2 separate regions of the Pan troglodytes genome follow, and region 1 is linked to region 2. Evidence: chromatin contacts called from public HiChIP or PLAC-seq data. All regions are on one chromosome and are shown on one strand. Each heading gives the region's core, a stretch centred on a gene start, on an enhancer-like site or on the middle of the called end of the contact. The rest is flanking DNA. Distances are from core to core; before and after follow the strand shown. Region 1 holds the start of WIPF2 (WAS/WASL interacting protein family member 2). Region 2 holds the start of CDC6 (cell division cycle 6).

Evidence for each region. HiChIP or PLAC-seq counts read pairs in DNA pulled down with a chosen protein or histone mark.
Region 1: an H3K4me3 HiChIP or PLAC-seq map of stem cell-derived excitatory neurons shows a contact between it and region 2, with 5 times the contacts expected there. The contact joins the promoter of WIPF2 here to the promoter of CDC6 in region 2. A contact is called at or near these places in 1 of 7 Hi-C or Micro-C datasets (stem cell-derived neural progenitor cells) and 1 of 1 datasets of contacts at active chromatin or transcription factors (stem cell-derived excitatory neurons).

Annotation. Positions count from the first base shown.
Region 1 is chr19:27,885,470-27,888,169 of NHGRI_mPanTro3-v2.0_pri, forward strand. WIPF2 (WAS/WASL interacting protein family member 2) reads right to left here and starts at 1,268. Exons shown (of 8, transcript XM_016931854.4): 1 at 959-1,268.
Region 2 is chr19:27,817,875-27,820,574 of NHGRI_mPanTro3-v2.0_pri, forward strand. It overlaps CDC6 (cell division cycle 6), which reads right to left and starts at 1,395. Exons shown (of 12, transcript XM_009432229.4): 1 at 955-1,395.

The sequences.
Region 1 (2,700 bases), core at 18-2,517, 67 kb after region 2:
GCACTCCAGCCCGGGCGACAGAGTGAGACCACGTCTCTTAAAAGAAAAAAAAAGAAAAAAGAATTCCATCACATATCAGTTCCTTGCCTCAATGCTATTTTTAAGAACTTTCCTTCCTGATCAAAAACTCGACCATACACACTGCCATGCTGAACACTTTAACATTTCCATCTTGGCCGGGTGCAGTGGCTCACACCTGTAATCCCAGCACTCTGGGAGTCCAAGGTGGGAAGATCGCTTGAGCCCAGGAGTTCAAGACTAGTCTGAGCAACATAGCCAGACCCCACCTTTAAAACAAACAAAAAAAAATTCCATCTTCCCTCACTTCACACCACTTCAACATGAACCCTCAACTCCAGACGTTCCAATGCGCATCTTCACATTCTCAATCCAACCTTTAACTAAATTCTGATTCCTTTTCAAAGAACGCTCTCAAGATTCCCTCTAGTGTAAGCAGTTTCCCGAGCCATCTTCCCAAACACTAGCTTTCACCTAACTCAATCCCCAAAATGTCACACTGGACTCCTCACCCACAGCATCCTGCTAATTAGCCGTTCCCAACAGGTCCTCCGTTCCCGTCTCCCTTTTTGCGCACGATTACCTCGTTCCTCACACCGAGTTGCCGCCTTAACTCACCCAACCCTTCAGGAGCCCTTATTGCCTGTCTCTCAAAAACCTTCCTCCCCATTTTTCCAGTCCACGCTCGCCCCATACCAATATTCGACCACTCCTCCCCAGATTCCCCACGCCCTCTCTCCTCCAGGTTCTTCCGATACAGTCCCCCGGCCCCCCGCCCCTCAGGCCCCACCCGCAAGACCCCTCTCCCCCTCCGGCCCCTCCTCTAATGCCCCCCTCTTCTCAAGCCCCGCCCCGAGCCCCCCTCCCCGCGACTTTCCCTCCCACTCAGGTCCGCAGGTCATTTCAGCGACTGACCCAGCCGCCCCGGCCTCTTTCCGACCTGGCCGCAGCTGCTCTGGGAGCGAATCCTCTGCCGCCTACACTCCGGCTTCGTCCTGTCCTGCTCGCCCCCCGGCAAGCTCTCTTTCTCGTCGCCGCCGCCGCCGCCGCCGCCGCCGCCCCTTTTGCCAACCCGGAAATGAATCTGCTCCCACCGTCCCCAGCGTCCGCGAACAAAATGGAGGCGGGGGAAAAAGGAGGAGAGAGCAGGGAGCGGAGAGATGCGAGACGCATGCGCCCCTGGGAAGCCCGCCCCCTGCCGGCCCACGTAAAGGCGGAAGCGGTTGAGTGGCCGCCATCTTAGGAAGGTCACAGGAATTCCGCTTACCAGCTAAAAGCTGGGTTTGCAACTTTAGCTGCAATTGGAATCACCTGGCAAGATTTAAATACTATGATGCCTGGTTCCCACCCCTGGAAATTATAATTTAATTCTGGGGTGCAGCCTAGGCATCAGGAAATTGTTGCAGGTGATTCTAACGGGTTGCCAAGGTGGAGAACCACTGAGCTAAACAGTCATTGTTGAATATACTCCTTTCGTCTTTAATCCGCCGCACACACACACACCCTCCCCCCTAAATATCCTTCCTTAATCTCGAGTTAACGAAGAACCCGCCTCGGCCAACCTTGCAAAGGCCAAGTAGTCAAGCTCCGGTTGTCATGGCAACAGAGGCAGGCCGCTGCTCACAAGTCATCATTTACGTCATCTTACCCACCTGACTCGAACACCTTCTCTTCTTTCTCGGGCTGGGGTTTCCTCCAGCTTCCAGGGCTATAGGATGGTGCTGTGGACCCCTCCAGCTGCTTGGGCCAGAGAGAGAAATCCTGTGCCCTCTTTGATGGAGCTGCTGTTAACCCCTGACAGCTGACTAAGTATCTCTCCCTAGTCCACCCAGAAAAGCGCTTTCCATTATAGCTTCAAAATACTCTTGGTTTAATTCCATTCCTAGCACAGAATCCGAAGTAAGGGGGCAAGATTGGGACTTAGTCCCCATTACTTAACAAGCTGTGTGCCATTGGGCCTTAGCTACCCTATCTGTAAAATGGGTCTAATAGTGCCTGTCCCGTCTGTCTCATAGAGTTGTTGCAAAGCTGAAATCAGTTAATGAATGGGAAAACGTGATAGAGCATAAGTTGTTATTATTTTTGTTTTCCTTCTATTCTGCCATGAGTAGTACTAGGCACCACCCACTAGTCAAGTAAATGTCACATTGAGTACCTGCTAAACACCAGGAGATGGCTACAGAGGTGACTAAGACAGAGCCTCTGCCCTCAGGGAACTCACTACGTTGGTGGGCAGACTGGCATAAACAGCTAGCTGAGATACAAGTCAGAGTGTGATTAGTGCTGTGGGACGTCAGACAAGGGAGCAATTAATTCCTGCTAAAGAATGGAAGGAGGTTTCCTAAATGGTTTGGATCTGGGCCTTGAAGGATGAATGGAATTTTATTATTAATCAGAGAAGTCAGGGAACACAGCAGGCATAGGGATCAAGGACACGAGGTAAAGATTTTCAGCTGTCTACATCCTGCATGGCCATACGTGGGGCGATGGAGCCAGGGAGATGGTGGGTCCAAACACCTTACCAGAGCCTCCCAACTCTTCAACCTCATCCCCTGCCTGTCCCCTCTTCACTCTACATTATGAGGACCTGATTTCTATCACTGCAATGTACCCCATTCAGCAGTTCCCACCTCAGGGACTGTGTACTGGCTATCCTCCGCCTCTTCCTCATTTTTCAAGCCT
Region 2 (2,700 bases), core at 145-2,644:
CAGAAAAACAGGAATAACCCCGGGCATCTGGTGCCAGAGCCCAAGTTCTTAACCAATTGAGCGATGCAATAACAAGTTACCTGAAATGGGCCGGGCGCGGTGGCCCATGCCTGTAATCCCAGCACTTTGGGAGGCTGAGGCGGGCGGATCACCTGAGGTCAGGAGTTCGAGACCAGCCTGACCAACATGGAGAAGCCCCGTCTCTACTAAAAGTACAAAAATTACGGCCAAACGCGGTGGCTCACGCCTGTAATCCCAACACTTTGGGAGGCCGAGACCATCCTGGCTAACACGGTGAAACCCCGTCTCTACTAAAAATGCAAAAAATTAGCGGGGCGTGGTGGTGGGCGCCTGTAGTCCCAGCTACTCGGGAGGCTGAGGCAGGAGAATGGCGTGAACCCGGGAGGCGGAGCTTGCAGTGAGCCGAGATCGCGCCACTGCACTCCAGCCTGGGAGACCGAGCGAGACTCCGTCTCAAAAAAAAAAAAAAAAAAAAAAAAATTAGCCGGACGTGGTGGCGGGCGCCTGTAGTCCCAGCTACATGAAGAGGCTGAGGCAGGAGAATGGCTTGAACCCGGCAGGCAGAGGTTGCAGTGAGCCGAGATCGCGCCACTGCACTACAGCCTGGGCGACAAGAGCGAGACTCCGTCTCAAAAAAAAAAAAAGTTACATGAATTGATTTATATAGAACTTCTAGTTTCCTCCCTCCAGGCACGCGGGGTGTCTTTATCACCAGTTCAGCCCAGCACCCGCCACATTTAGTCTCTTCTATCCCAAGCCCTCACACTGCAGCTCAGTCTTCCCTCAGGTCTTTCCGCCCCTGCACTCAGTCCTCATTCTAGGCAGCTCTCAACGCACCCCAGAATATTTCCTTCCTACAACTTTCACCTCCTTCACACCAGGCATAACTGCTAGAACTACCCCGAGGGCACCTGCCCTTTCCCTGATCCCGACCTCAGACCTCCAGCGAGCTCAGCTCTTTTCCCTTCACTTCACCTCAGGCCTCGCCGGAACCCGCAGCCTTCACCCAGCTCCGCTGCCTCACAGACCCCAGGCCTCCTCGAGCAATCCTCTTCTTTCCACCTCAGTGCAGGATCCTTCTCACGTCTCTCACACGCAGCCTCTCGGACTCACCACCACAAGCCCCTGAACAAACTGCACAGCGGCAGCAGCAAACTCCAGCCGCGCTCGCGCCAAATCCGAATGGCCACAGCGTTCCCACCTCCCGCCAAAGCCCGGCCTCGATTCTGATTGGCTGTAGTCACAGAGCCTTTCGCCTTGGGCACCGCCTCTTTTTTTGCTACCAATCCAGTGGAAGAGTTACAGCCAATGAGAGAGCCCCAAGTCTTAGAGTCGCTGTGAGGCCACGACCACTGAACGGGGTAGGGAATCTACATCCGGGGCCTCGGTGGAAAGACGCGCGATTGCGGCAGGGCGACTCTGGGTAAAGCGGGCCGGCCCGCCGCAAAGCACGCTGGGAGGCGTAGTCTTTGCTGCCGCGCAGTCGCACTCTTCCTTCGACTGGAAGTGTCAAGATGTGGTTCCCCTTCTCACTGCCTAAAGTACCCATTTGCATCATCCTGATGGGCTAGATTTTCAGAACTGCTACATGATACCTACCGTTTTGGGTTCTGTGCGCCAGGTATGATGCTAGGCACTTTCCTTACCTAATGCTCAACCTCGCAAAGTACAAAGCAAACCTGTATACAAGGTTAGAGGTCACAGCATCTTGGTGACAGTGAAGAGCCTAGGATCCAGATCTCCTGATGGCTGAACTAGTGATTTTTATGGTAAAGTTCTACACACCTACATAAAGAAAAACTATGCTTCATCATAGTATCTCTTGATTTGTGCTTCAAAGGTGAGAAACAGAGCCAACTCTTTGCTTTTATTTCGTTCAACGTAAGAATATTATGTTCTGTGCATCTTCTTACCATTAATCCACACATCATGGGGAGGGAATTATGACCCCTTAATTTTAAAATCTTTTATGGCGAAACACTAGGGTTTCAGGGCCAGGGAAGACAGCTATATAGAAGAGGCAAGCTGAGTTTTTAATGAAAAGTATAAATTAGCGCAGTAATTTGAAGGCCAGCTTCCAAAGCCAATAATTCATCTAAGCCTCAGGTTCCTTTAGAGGCCAGAACCCAATTCTAGGTGATGGTAAACATTTATCTTTTACCCCTCAGTAACAAGCAAAATAGAGCCATAAAGCCTAGAAAGAGGGAAGCAACAATATTACGATCATCAGTGAATTGGTACCTAGTTCATGAAGAGAGCCAATATTGAGTGCTTAAGTGTATGCCAGGGGCTGTGCTCAGTATTTTACCTACATCACCTTATTAATCTTCACAAGCACCCCCATGAACCTGGTGTTATTTCACTTTACAAATGAGGGAACTACAGTAGAGGGGAGTTGAGTAAACTTGCCCAAGGTCACACAACTAGTAAGTGGAAGAGCTAGAATTTGAACTCTGAACTCTGACAGAAAATCAAACTCTTGACCACTTTATCATAGGGGGATGATTAGACAGATTCAGGTTCTAAACAGGAAGAGATGGTGGAGTACATTTCGTGAAGGCTTTTTAGCAGCTGAAAACTACAAAAGTGAAGAGAATGGGCTGCCATGAATGGAGAAAGTTACCACACAATGGAAGCTTTTTTTTTTTTTTTTTTTTTTGAGACAAGTCTCATTTTATC